Linked DNA regions of Mus musculus: region 1 is linked to region 2. The links are chromatin contacts, called in public promoter capture Hi-C maps. All regions are on one chromosome and are shown on one strand. The core of a region is the stretch at or near the end of the contact, and the rest is flanking DNA. Distances in the headings are between cores, read along the strand shown.

What was found. Capture Hi-C pulls out chosen DNA fragments and counts their contacts.
Region 1: a contact with region 2 is called in a promoter capture Hi-C map of adipose tissue. The contact joins two enhancer-like sites. A contact is called at or near these places in 4 of 39 promoter capture datasets (embryonic stem cells, liver and neutrophils), 12 of 484 Hi-C or Micro-C datasets (LSK cells, astrocytes, cerebellum and 9 more), 2 of 115 datasets of contacts at active chromatin or transcription factors (embryonic stem cells and microglia) and 4 of 9 other capture datasets (adipose tissue, embryonic stem cells, liver and 1 more).

The regions. Positions count from the first base shown.
Region 1 is chr12:40,426,982-40,433,253 of GRCm38.p6, reverse strand. All of the region lies in intron 1 of Zfp277 (zinc finger protein 277), which reads left to right. Gm40406 (a long non-coding RNA gene) reads left to right here. Exons shown (of 2, transcript XR_872699.3): 1 at 1-5,844. Among named protein-coding and RNA genes, the nearest start is that of Gm40406, 16 kb to the left of the region's middle. Within about 2 kb of position 2,278, at least 45 of the 459 cell types and tissues checked have an H3K27ac peak or open chromatin away from gene starts, as enhancers often do. A contact at or near this core is called in adipose tissue, where this site is marked.
Region 2 is chr12:40,241,083-40,247,423 of GRCm38.p6, reverse strand. The region is part of intron 2 of Gm40403 (a long non-coding RNA gene); the gene reads left to right. Among named protein-coding and RNA genes, the nearest start is that of Gm40403, 3.9 kb to the left of the region's middle. Within about 2 kb of position 3,258, at least 55 of the 459 cell types and tissues checked have an H3K27ac peak or open chromatin away from gene starts, as enhancers often do. A contact at or near this core is called in adipose tissue, where this site is marked.

The sequences.
Region 1 (6,272 bases), core at 1,029-3,528, 190 kb before region 2:
GTGGCACTGCGTGTTCTTGGTGTGGCAGCACAACTTGAGTCACCTGTCTTAGACTCTGTGCTCCCTTCTGCTGTTCACACTTCTTCCCCCTTCCTGTCTCTAATGAGGACATCTGTCATTACATTGAGAGTTCGTCATAATCTACTATGATTGGATCTCAAGACTTTTACCATAATTATGAATGCAAAGAACCTGTTTTAAAGTAAGATCACATCCTCAGGTGCTAGATGGTACATGCTTTGTGGGTCACCAATCAGGCAGCAGCATTTACTGAATATATGCACACAGGTAGCATCCTTTTTTTTTTTTTTTTTTTTTTAACTCTATAGAAGTTGGTGCTTAGAGCTTGACTTAGTAGACTTGGAACGTTAAGTTCCAATCCACTGCATCCATTAATATCAAGCCCTCATTACCAAATATATACAATTGTTTCATTGTGAATTTGCCATCATTGCCATTTTTACTCTACTTCCTGTTTATTTTTCAAGGTAGTTTGAGTGTCTACAGCATAATCCCAAGTCCTTTTGCTTATGGAGAAATAGTTATCAATTTGTCCTTCTTGTATACAGTCCCTGAAATCTAGTCTCAGGATGAGACTGAGAGCAGAATGTGCCAAGAACCCTGAGTTTGTAGGCAGAAGAATCAGGTTACTCACCCACAAGGAGATCTTGGATGAACATCAGCTTCTGCGCATTTGCTCTTTAATAAGCAAAACAAAAGTAATAATATTACTGCAAAGCGCTGAGATGATTGGGAATACTTGGCTGATAATTTTTAAAGATGTAAAGTTATATGAATGAAAGTTACATGAGTCACCGAACATGTGTAAATACCAAGCGGTGTGTAGCACTAGGGTGCAAACTGAAAGGCTGCCCCTGTAGACTTGGCCACAAGTTTGTCTCACTTGAGCAGTGTAACCAGCCTCTTCCTCCATTAAACTGTCACTTGCCATTTACTGAAAATGTGTACAGAGTAAGTTTGCTTTGTTGTTGATACAGAAAGAAATCGCCTTGAGAAATGTGCTAAGAGGACAAGACATAGTCTGTGTCTTCTTTGAGGTTATAATTTAACAGGGAACGAGATATGCTTAGCAAGAAGTAGGCTAAGTGCTGAGTGACGAACGGGCCTTTGCTTGGAAAGGGTGATCAGGGTGGCTTCCTGGGAGGCAAGAGACAGGTCGGAAAGATGTAGCCCCTGTGATGAGCACCGCAGCTGAACTAGGCTGACACCTTTCGTAAAAGCAAAGCAGAAGACCAAGATGCTGGCCAGGGGCCTGTCACAGGTTACAGGATATTTGACCATGCTGTGAACCCTGAGATTGATTTATTTACCGAGAAAACACGCACCTTGAATCCAAGACCTAAATAAAGTCAACCTCAGTCAAGAGGCAGAGCGAGGAACCAGCTGATAGGAAGTGACTATAAACAGAAAGGAGTGAAGTTGAGTTTGAAGGGTATTTAGGACAGCCCGGAGGAGAAGGAACTTAATTCCTTCTGGGTCTTTATCAGTAGAGTAGGAAGGTCAGCTGGATACGTTTTCTGCCTCTCAAAGCTAGCTGGTTTTCACCACAGCATCTGGATCCTGAGTCTTCATTGGCTGGGATTTTTAAAACAAGTCAGTGTCTCCTAAAAGTTGCAGCCCCAGAAGAGAAGCAACAGATCACAGCGTCTGATAACTAACTTCTGAGTTATCTAACATTCTGAACCCCTCTGTTGTGACTGGATGTTTCACAGACTTGGCTCCACTAGGATTGATCTCCACTAGGCTGAGCAGTCACCAAACCAGTTAGTAAATCTTCCCAGTTGAAAGACCACGCTGGCAATTCTCCCTAGAAAGAGAAGACTCACATTCTTGATATTCAGGGTTTGGATCTCAGCAAGTGTTTACTAAGCACTAATTAATTATGCATGCGCCAAAAAGAACAAGGACCCAATGCCTGTCTTGAAGGAACCCTGTCTTGAACGAACCATTTAGTTTCTAGAATAGGGGAGCCATGCGGAAGATCACAGGGTCACGGGAAGTGAGAACCAAGCAGAAGGGCACAGGAAGTAAGGGGTCTCCAGCTTCTATGTGAGGCTCAGAGACAGACAGTGGTTTTTGGACAGGACTCTGTCAGATGACCAAGAGCAAGTAGGCCTTTCCTCTAGAGAAGTCTCTGTCAGGGGTAGGGACCCCTCTGCCAGCATTTTCTCAAAGCCTGAATAAATAACAGGGCTGAGAAGGCAGTAAGGACTTCATTGAAAAGACCTGTGCGCCATGCAGAGCAAAGTGGGTTTTCCCTGCGTGCTGAGGAGGAGCAGTGGCGCAGCACAGGGCATGAGGACTCTAGTTAACAAATCTGTTGTTTCTGAAGTTTAATCTGATGTTCAGGTGAAGAGTTCTCCCTAAAGTGTGTGAGCTTTCTAACCCTGAAGCAGCCAGTGCCCCATACCCCGTGCCCTGTGACCCACCCCCGCTGGTGGAACCTTTGGCTACTTCCCTGCCACGGAGATATAGCTGAGGCTTCTCTGTTTATTCTGTTTATTCCTTCCTAGGCAGCAGTGAGTTCCACATTCGAGGGGTCATCTCAGGGCTAAGATCACAGTTAAGTCTCAGTGTAAATGTTCATTTCACTTACTAATGTTGAAATCTGTTCTTCGAATTTTCTTTATTTCCCAGATAAAGTAGCTTTTAGAGCCATGCTTTTCTTATCTGTAAGGAACTCATAGCAGTCACTGCCTCTGCGATTAAGATCCCCACGGGTCTCTCGGTGTCCTCTGCTTTGTTTTGACCCACAGCAAGTTTTTCAGAGTGTTCCAACTGTAAGAAGTCTCACACAAGACCTTGTGTCCTTTGGGGTTTGCAATAAGGAAACATGTGTGTCTTGATGCATATGTTAATTCTTCAAAAAACCTTTGAAAAGTTGTAGTAAAGTTTAGCATGCTATGTGAGGGGGCAGTGTTTGTCATTACTCTCTCCATTATTAAAATGTCCACACAAAGCTGCAGCTCTGCTTCTTGCCAGAGGATTGGCAAGGCCGAGCCACCCTTACCCAAATTCCAGAGATACCCAGGCTCCTCCTGAGTGCTTCTGCTTAAGGCTGGGCTGCATGTGCTGTGAGTTATCGCTGACAGCTCAGATGAATACCATATGGTCCTGATGCTAGATTGCAACTTTACAGATTTTTTTTCTATATTCCTGTTCTGGCTTTTCCCCCATTTTGGTAATGCATTTGAATAGGTCACCTCATGGCCTGCAAATATTTTCTTCAGCATGGTGTCGTCTTTAGTTTCAGAAGCAAGGAAGTGATCTATCCCCTCATCCCCCCACCCTCATCTTAAATGCTGCAATCAAGACAACCATGAAACATTCCTAATTCAAAGAACTTCTCAATCAACTTTTGTGCAATTTAGCCATACTTCCTAGTGTATCTATTTACCTCAAATGGGTCATTTTGAGGGGTTAAAAAAAATGTGTAGCTTCCAGTTTATTATACAAGAAATTGTTGCCAGGCAAAGGTGGCAGCACTCCTTTAATCCTAGACCAAGAAAACGAACACATCTCTGAGTTCAAGGCCACCCTGATCCAGTGGAGTTCTGGACATCCAGGAAAAACCCTGTATTAACCAAAAGAGGAGGAGGAAGAGGAGGAGGTGGTGGTGGCAGGCAGGCAGGCAGAAAGATAGGAAGGAAGGAAGGAAGGAAGGAAGGAAGGAAGGAAGGAAGGAAGGAAGGAATTGTTGTACATTTAAAGTTGTCTGCTTTCTCTAGTTAGTTCCCTTAGTGAAAATAGCAGGAGTATTTAGGATCTGTCGCCAAATATTAATTAATTAACTAATTTGTTAATAACCACCACCCCCTTTGCTGAGAGTTATTCTAAAGCCTTTGTGTGATATTTTAAAAGACCAAGCAGATGACTTGAGACCCACACGAGACCCAGGGAATTAAATAGCTAGGCGTAAGTATAATCTGGATCAAAGTTTCAGGGGGAAACAAAGGAACTGATGTATCCATCAGAAACAAAGGGTAGCAAAATACAACGTGACGGATCTGGAGAGTAAAACCGAGTGCCCTGCCTGGAATCACGCTAAGGGTAATTCTTCAGGCAGGAAGACCGACTTCTCCAGCATCTCCTCAGTAAAGCTGCCTGCTCTAAATCAAGGGAACACTTGGCTGGATAGCTAGCAGTAACATAGGCACTGAAACGATGGGCAAGGGCTCTCAGGATCACTCTGAGCCACAAAGCTGGGTTGTCTTTAATGGAAGATTTGTTGTTAGAGCAGTGGGGTGACAAATGTTGGCCACAGAGGCCGAGTCAAGAATGTACTCCTGCAGCTCTCCTGCATGGCTCTGGCAGGCATCTACACTGATGGTCGTTAGTGTCCTGTCTCCTGTTCTTCAGTGATGTCTGTTGATTCTGAGCCCAAGGTTACCTGAGTGTCCACTCCTATTATGTCAGCACATTTTCATAAAATGTGTCATATGTCCAGTCCACCGGCCCACATCCATATTGTCTCTTCCTTGTATCTTTTCTTTGCCCGTTTCTCTCTTAAACTCCTACGTTCCTTATGGCTTGGTTAAGATTTCACCTTCACCTTTTCTAGAAAGTGTTCTGCATCACTTCTTGTTTCACCCTAAGAGTAACCCATCGATCCATTCTCTTCCTTTCTCGATCAGTTTCTGAGTTCACTTTCCATGCGAGAGTTCAGACTGTAATACTCTTCACTCTTTTACATTGTGCTCAGATGGCCTGTAGGTGATGTGAGTTCCTCTTGACTTGGTACCCAGCCCTGGGATAGGATTAGACACCTATCTGCTGTATGTTCAGGGCTGAACCATCTTCTCCTTGTCTTTAGTGTGCTCTGTGCTGTGCATATGGTTGGTGTTTGTACTTGTCAGTGTGGGTGGACACATGTGTATACAGATACATGTGCATCTGGATGAAGTACACATAGAGACCAGAGATCAATACTGGAATCTTCCTTACTCACTCTGCACCTTTATTTATTTATTTATTTTATTTTATTTTATTTTATTTTATTTTATTTTATTTTGAGACAGGATCTCTCACTGAATCTGAAGTTCATCCATTTGTCTAGGCTGGCCAGCCAATGAGATTCAGGGTTCTCCTGTCTCCAACCAAATCCACTATGGACTGGCAGTGCTGGCTGGCATTATACCACCGTGCCCCATTGTATGTGTGTGCCTGGGAATCTAACTCAAATGCTTATGCTTATGTGGCAGGCAGTTTACTGACTGAGCATCTCTCAAGTGCCACAGATATACTCATAAAGACCTTCCCCCAGCCCTCCGTGTCACACCCTTGCAGAGGGAGAGCTTAAGAAGCACTGGCCTGAGTTCTGTGGGCTTGACTGCCCGTAGGACATGAGCCGTTTAGCAGCAGCCGCGGAGGTCACGGGAGTTTGTTCAGTGGCAGTGTCAGGGCAAGTACCAGCCTTCCTCAGTGGCAGAGCCGAGCCAGCACGGGCATCAGTATAGCAGCAGACATGTCATTGCTTCTGAAATTGACAGCTGATGACTCTGTTGTGACATTGTCATGCGTGTAGTATTCTGAGGTGTTATCTCTAAATATTAAACCACAGTTTCCACTTGTCGTATTTGAAAAACCAATGTTACTTTTTTTACAGTTGTATTTCCTTTGTAAAACTGTCAGAGTTCTCATATAAAACGGTGAATATAATTTCGACTGCTTATGTGACTGTGTCTTTCTGTCTTTCTGACTAGACTAATTGCTCTTTTGCCTTTTTAATTATTTAGGTATTTTTTAACTTCTGGAGCACAAGGTTTTCTGTTGTTCAGAATCACCTGCTGCTAGTTTAAACTACTTAATCTCTCTGGTTCACAGGTGGGTGGCCCCTGCTGTTTCTCAGATAGTACAAGGGATGAGGCAGCTAACTCACCTCCCCTTTCACAAGGGTTTCTCATAACCTAAATGGATCCCCAAAGCACACAACCTTCTGAAAGCCTCATGCTGGTGTTCAAGCTTCAAAGTGATCATTCTAGAAGAGCACGAGCATTCAGACTGCAGTCATGGCCAAATCTTCATTTTCATAAATGAGCTATCCTATACTGACAATAGAATAGGCCTAATCTCTGAAAATAAAGTACATTGTCAAACTTGGTTTGGTTTAGTTTGGTTTGGAGGCAGAGTTGTCTTCTAAAGCACAGACTGGCCTCTTCAGTGACAGTAAGCTGTGAACTAGAGACAGTTCCGTGCTGCTGCCCACAGCGCCCCGGGATCTATTCTATCCCCTCAGCCTTGGTGAGGCCGAC
Region 2 (6,341 bases), core at 2,009-4,508:
TAGCACAAAACTATCTCTAGGACTACTTCCATGAGCTAGCATAGCAATAGTTCAGTGCCCACTACAGTTACATTGTTCAAGGACTAAGAGAACTGACCGCCTAATAGCTCCTCAAGGTGAACATGTGTTATTACCTCCATTTTCCAAGTTTGAATTCTGTAGATTTACTATAGGTCTAGATTCTTCCAGTCACTTAAGACAGGAGGGTATATACTGCAGACTAGATAAGCATACAGCACACTGTGTGCCCACCGTCTCTTACTCTCTGAAGTTAGACATTTACAGTAACTGAGTGCAATGGCAGAGGTAGGGCATTGCTTTCCAAAAGTTAGCAGCTGTACACATTGTTGTCAGAATCAAACTCACTGATGGCAAAGGATTGCTATTGCTTCTTTCCTTATCCTTACCTGTAGGTATGTAGAAAGTGACCTTTATGTACTGCACTGAGAATGTGTAAATAGAGAGGCGAGGGTGACTGAGGCAGTCTCTCCTGAAGACTGATACTCTTTCCTATATAAGTGATGTCTCTTACTTTGCCAATTGGAGACTAGGAAGGAATGGCTCTGAGATGAACGTGGCTGGGGGTGTAGTCAGGTCAAGGTGGGAAGCTTCAGTGTTTACAAAGCTGGTGGGTTATCTACATTTCCCAACCTGCCTGCTTTCTTTCTCTCTAAATTGCCTTTTTCCTTTCTTTCAGCTGTGTAAGCAGATGTATCCTGGATTTAAGACTAAAATTTGGAGGCTTACGCCTCCAAATGTAAAAGAATCTCTTTCTCTGTTGCTGGTGTTGTCAAACAAACTAGATATTCTTCCTTTGAGGAAAACAAAGTGAAGCAAAACCACTCTGCAGTTCTAAACTTCTTCATACTTAGCACTCTAACTTCATGACTTTCATTTACTTATTTTTATTTTTTTAAATAAGATCCTGACCACGAAATTCCATACCAGCCCTAAACTACCGTTAAACCTGATGAATGCTCTGCTTTAATCTGGTTTGTTCCCAATAACTGTCATGAAACCTGGTTTCTGATTCCAATTCTACTTCACGACTATCCCCCTGCCCCCCTTCTACATTAGCTCTCTGGTTGTTAAGAGGAAAAGTATCGGCTCAGAACCCCCAAGACCAAGTTCTCAGCACAAAGGAGATTTAGTTGCCCCAGAGGGACAAAGGTAGGAGATAGAGGATGAGGGAGAAAGAGAAGGGAACTAGGGAGAGGGAGGAGGGGTGTTTGTCTCACTCTTCACCCCCCCCCCCCCCCGGGGACAAAGGACTGCCTCAGGATAGAGAGGGGAACAAATGTGTCCCATGGGCAAATGGAGGCTTATAAAGGTATGAGGAGAAACCCTGTGTTAGGATGAGGTGTTTAATTTTAACTGGGCATGTTAATTAGGTGAGCCAAGGGGTCTTTTGATTGCTCGACTTCAATACTTTGATAGCTGGATCTTGGTAGTCAGCCTTAGGAGGAAGAAAGTGGCCAACTAAGGGAATGGACCTTGGTGGTTAGCTTGAAGAATGCAATCTAATGATTTTTAGCAAGGCAGAGGGAATGGGGGAGAAGGGCAAGGCCCGCCGGAGCCATGCTTGCCACCCTGGAGCTGGCCAGAGTCCCTTCAGTTGTACTTTCTTCCTTTCGTGGCTAAAACTCTTCCAAGTTTTCCTTGGCTGTGTTGACACATAAGTAGAGGCACCATCATACGCTAGAGGCAGGCGTGTCTGGGAGTTTAGGCAACTCTGACTTCCCTAAAGCTAGTCGCTTGTCCCTTCTTCCTCTTGTTTTCACTGCTGTTTGAAATCAGTGCTGGCCACAGATGGCAAGGCAGCAGAGGTGGCATGAGGAGGATACCAGGGCCACTCTCCAAGTCCCGTATAATAGTGGGACTCCTTCCATTACACCAGCTCAGCAAGTATCCCAAGGGCCTCATTTCCAAAAGCAATTTGCATATATTCCAGAAACAACTTGCAGATTAAAAGCAAAAATGACAATGCAATTCTTGTGGATCCTCTTACTTTTCTGGCAAACATTCTCAGCAGCCTGCATTTATTTATTTATTTATTTATTTATTTATTTATTTGCCTTCCTTTCTTCCATCTACCTATATACTTGGGTACACCCCAGGTCTAAGTTCTCTGCTTTTTGTCCCTCTGTGTTTGGTCACAGAGGATGGCTTATGTGTGACTGGCTCAGTCATTCATTTGTTTGTTTATTCATTCAAAATGATGTGGTGAGGACCTATATTCTGCTAAGTTCTGGGGATACAAAAATGAACGAGATGTGGCTTGCAGGTGCATGGGTGAAATAGGAGAGGGGAAAGCGGCCATAGGCAAGGGCTTTTAACGTGGTATATTGAGTGCCCCAATGGAGTACTGTGTGTGTGGTTACAGAGGAAGTCCTGGCTTGAGCGTAGAGAGGTGGGTGTTAGAGAAGGCCTCTACAGTATGTGTGGGTCTGGGGTCATTCAGAGATTCCCCAGTCTGAGTGAGCATTAATAAATATCGACAAAGAAGAGCCTTTTATTCAGATATTGGTGCCAGGTCTATACCTGGACTTGGGATTCGCCAATGCTGGGCCCATCCACCTCCATCAGGGGTTTATAAAGGCAGAGAATACAAAGTTACAAGCTTTTGTTTAGAAAACAGAAACAGCAATAAACAAACAAACAAACAAAACTAAACCTCATTAAAACTTAACATTTAGAGGTCTAATTTTGCTTCATAGCTTCCTTAAGCATAGAGATTTTAAAATTTTAAACATAAAGTTACCCATCAGCATACCCGAAAAGGCAGTATTATAAAGAGGGCTGTGGAAAAGGAGGATTTTAGTGGTCTAAGTCAGAAAGCAGAAACTTAGATGTGAGAACTTTCAAAGAATTAACAAAGGTTTCTGGGCACTTTGCAAAGGCTAAAGCCAGATCCTGAAAACTACAGGTTTAAGGCAAGATCACAGAAGGCCCTAGGAAGTGTCTGTCATAGAGTCAGACCCGCAGAGGGAGTATTCTGAGCCATGGGATGAAGAATATAATTCTAAAAAGTCTGGGAGAGTGGAAAAGGCACCAATTTGGAGGGTTTTAGAAGTGGAGTGATCACCAGGTCTCAGGTCCTAACGGTAAGGATGAAGAAAGGAAATGAGTTTGAGAGATGCTTAGGAAATAAAAAGACCTAATGGCTAAAGAGAAAAAATGGAGATCAATCAAGGCCTACCACCATTCTGCGGAAGAACAAGCCGTTCAGCCTTGTGTTACAAAAGCTGGAGCATTCCCGGGCTCTGGCCCAGGGCCAGCCTGTGAGCGCAACAGCCTTGGAGGTTTTGTTCTTACTGCGGTGTGTCTAATCTCTGCTGTCTAATCAACTGGCTTTGACATCAAGGAGACACACCTCTAGGTGAGTCAGATCTCGCCAAGATCAACTGATTTACCTGATGAGGGAGGGAAGTCTCATCCTGAAAGCAGGCAGCACCGCCTGTAAGCTGAGTGGGCGCCTGACAGTTACTAAACAAGAACCATGTACCAAGTGACCTCAGCGCCCAGCCTACTCTGTGAGTCTTGACTACTAACATAATGTGTCGTTTTCTCACCCCTCACTCCCCACCCCCACCCCGATCTGGCTTCCTTCTTAACTCAGGAGAAAACTCCTCCTTCCTTTGGTTGCTTTTGTCCAGCGTGTTGTCAACAGTAATGAGAAAAGTCACAGTGACTGACCCATGAGGTGGTTCTCTGAGACCGTTGAGACTTAGCTGAGCCTCCTGCATGATCCTTTTCAAAGGCTCTGGAGAAGTGGCCCTGAAATTTTTGTCTTCTAAAAATCTATATTTTTTTTCTCTCTGAAAGTGGTCCCAACCCTGTTTCAGTTGGTCTTAACTGCAGACACAAAACCTGAATCCACTCCTGCCAAACCCACTCCCAGCTCTTCCACTATCAGCACCTGACCCCCAGACAGCTGCAGTTCCGTCAGCTCTCTTGATTGCTGGTCATTTTCTCTGGACCCTCCAGCCATCGATCAGCAGTGACTGCTCTCGCTAGTCTCCTTCCCACAGAATCCATCTGACACTGGGCAAACATCACCCTTAACCGTGGCATGTGACCACACTTCAGAATTCTGTTTATTGATGCTGAATCAAAGGCATCTTACATTTTAGAATATAAGCCTTTGGATATTCATTATTCAGGAGTCCCAATATCTGGAATAGAGCCTGTTGTCATCTGCAGTCATAGGGCTGGTCTGACCCATTCCCTCATCATTGTTGTTAGCGACATCGTTACCTGATAAATTACTTCTGAGGGTTCTTCTCTTATCTGAGCAGCTGCTCCGTCATGTACGAGAAATCTAATTTCACTTTCTAAGCTTTTTCTCCTCATAAGACCCCATCTGCTTCGATAGATTCTCATTCAGACACACTAAGACGGTTCTCGTCGTATCAATTTATTATCTCGGTAATCTCAATAAACGTCTCACTCTCACAGTGCTCTTATTTAGGGCTGAGGCATCGCTCTGTTCAGCCTTGTGTTACAAAAGCTGGAGGCCTCTTCCGCTGTGTGTTGATAGTCCTTCAGTTTTATATCGAGCGGGTACTATCACGGGGAAAGTTCTAGAGAAGTAAAATAAAGTTAGGACGTGTTTCCCTCAGAGGACACTTGTGAGTGCTGTGGTGAAGGCCCCTACCAGATTTTTCCTGGGGCTCTTCTTCACACTTCCAGGCCTGTAACATGTTGCTGGTAGAGATCAGAGGCAAAGTGAGGCTTGTGACACCAGCCAACCCACAGGGGGATAACCATCATCATCCCTCAAGAAAGAAAAAGTCATTTCCAACCAGATGTGCTATCGCATGTCACCCATATGACACAAGCAACTGGGAATTGGAGGCAGGAGGATCAAGTGTTCAGCAACATCCTCAACTATGTAGACGGTTCAAGGCCAGCTTAGGCTACATGAGACCTGATTTCATGGCAAAAAGTCCAAACACAAACAACTCATTTCCCAAGGGAAAGCAAAATGAATTTTGTCCTTAGCAGTGCTGAACAGTTGCAGCAGTGTGTGTGTGTGTGTGTGTGTGTGTGTGTGTGTGTGTGTGTGTGTGTAAAAGAGAAAATACTGTTTTCTCTAGCTTTAATCCCTTCCCTATACCAGGTCTTTCAGTGTCTGTGTGGCTTTGGGGATGTGTTATCCTGTGTGTTAGTGGCTAGAGTAAGGTCCAAAGAAAAGCTTGGTGGAGTCTGAGGTGGGTGGGTAGGTGACAGTGCTGGTGCCTGCTAAGGCCTGAGTGGGCATGAACCCCAAGCTAGGGGTGAGGGGTAGACCACTTCAGTCCTTATTTTCAGAAGCATGCAGGAAGGAGAACTTTAGTGGGACACCAAACTTCCTTTCAGTCACACTTAGCATGAAGTCTGGCCCTTGCTCCCTTAAGAGAACTACAAAGAATAGCAAAATTACATACTGTTAAGATTATTAATTATAAATCTAAATTATATTCTCTTCAGTCCAGAATCTTCACTAATGAGCCCCAGGCACAAACAAGGCAATTCATGCTTAGCCACTTTTCGTCCTTTTTTTTTTTTTTTGTCTCTGTTCTATTGGTGGTTAGCTAGGTGAAAGAGGACAAAGAAGGTAAACTAGATAAAGGGAACTAGAAAGATTTCAAAGATACGCAGACCTTTTTGCAGTGGATTTTACCTCTTACTCCCCTCCTCCGAGCAGCCCTAGCTGCTTACACGACACAGTGTCTGACTAAGGTTTCCCGGCTTCTGAGCTAGGCAGTGTTATAAGCAGTCAGTGGCTACTGAGGGTAAATCAGTTTCCTCCAGTGATTACCACGGACAGGTTTTCCAACCTTAAGCAGTCAGCCCTAAACACATGTACATACTGGTAATTGGACTCAGTAGGCTGCACTCACACGCACATGTGTATGTGTGTGCGTGTGTATGATGTTAGGTTTAAAGGAAACTCCAGTTCCTCAAACTCCAAAGGACTATAGGAGGCTCTCTGGTTGGTTCTGAGGAAAGCCAGTGTTCCTCAGCAACTTGTGAAACCGGGTTTTCATCTACCCAAAGGAATCATTTTCCTAGCTCTGGCAGAAAGGACATATGGCTACCTGTGGTGCCTTTGTGCATACCATGTGCATACCAGAGCTCATGCTGGCCTCCAGGCTGCCTCAGTATCACAAGTACCATGCTAGCATCCTGCCTTTCTCCCCTCCTCCCCTCCCCTAAGCTCCTTCTAGCTCGCAGGGCTTCTTTCCCAATAGCTACTCATTCTCCTGATGACCTGCCACCACCGTGTGTGTGTGTGTGTGTGTGTGTGTGTGTGTGTGTGTGTGTGTGTGCGTGCGTGTGTGTGTGGTGTGTACCTG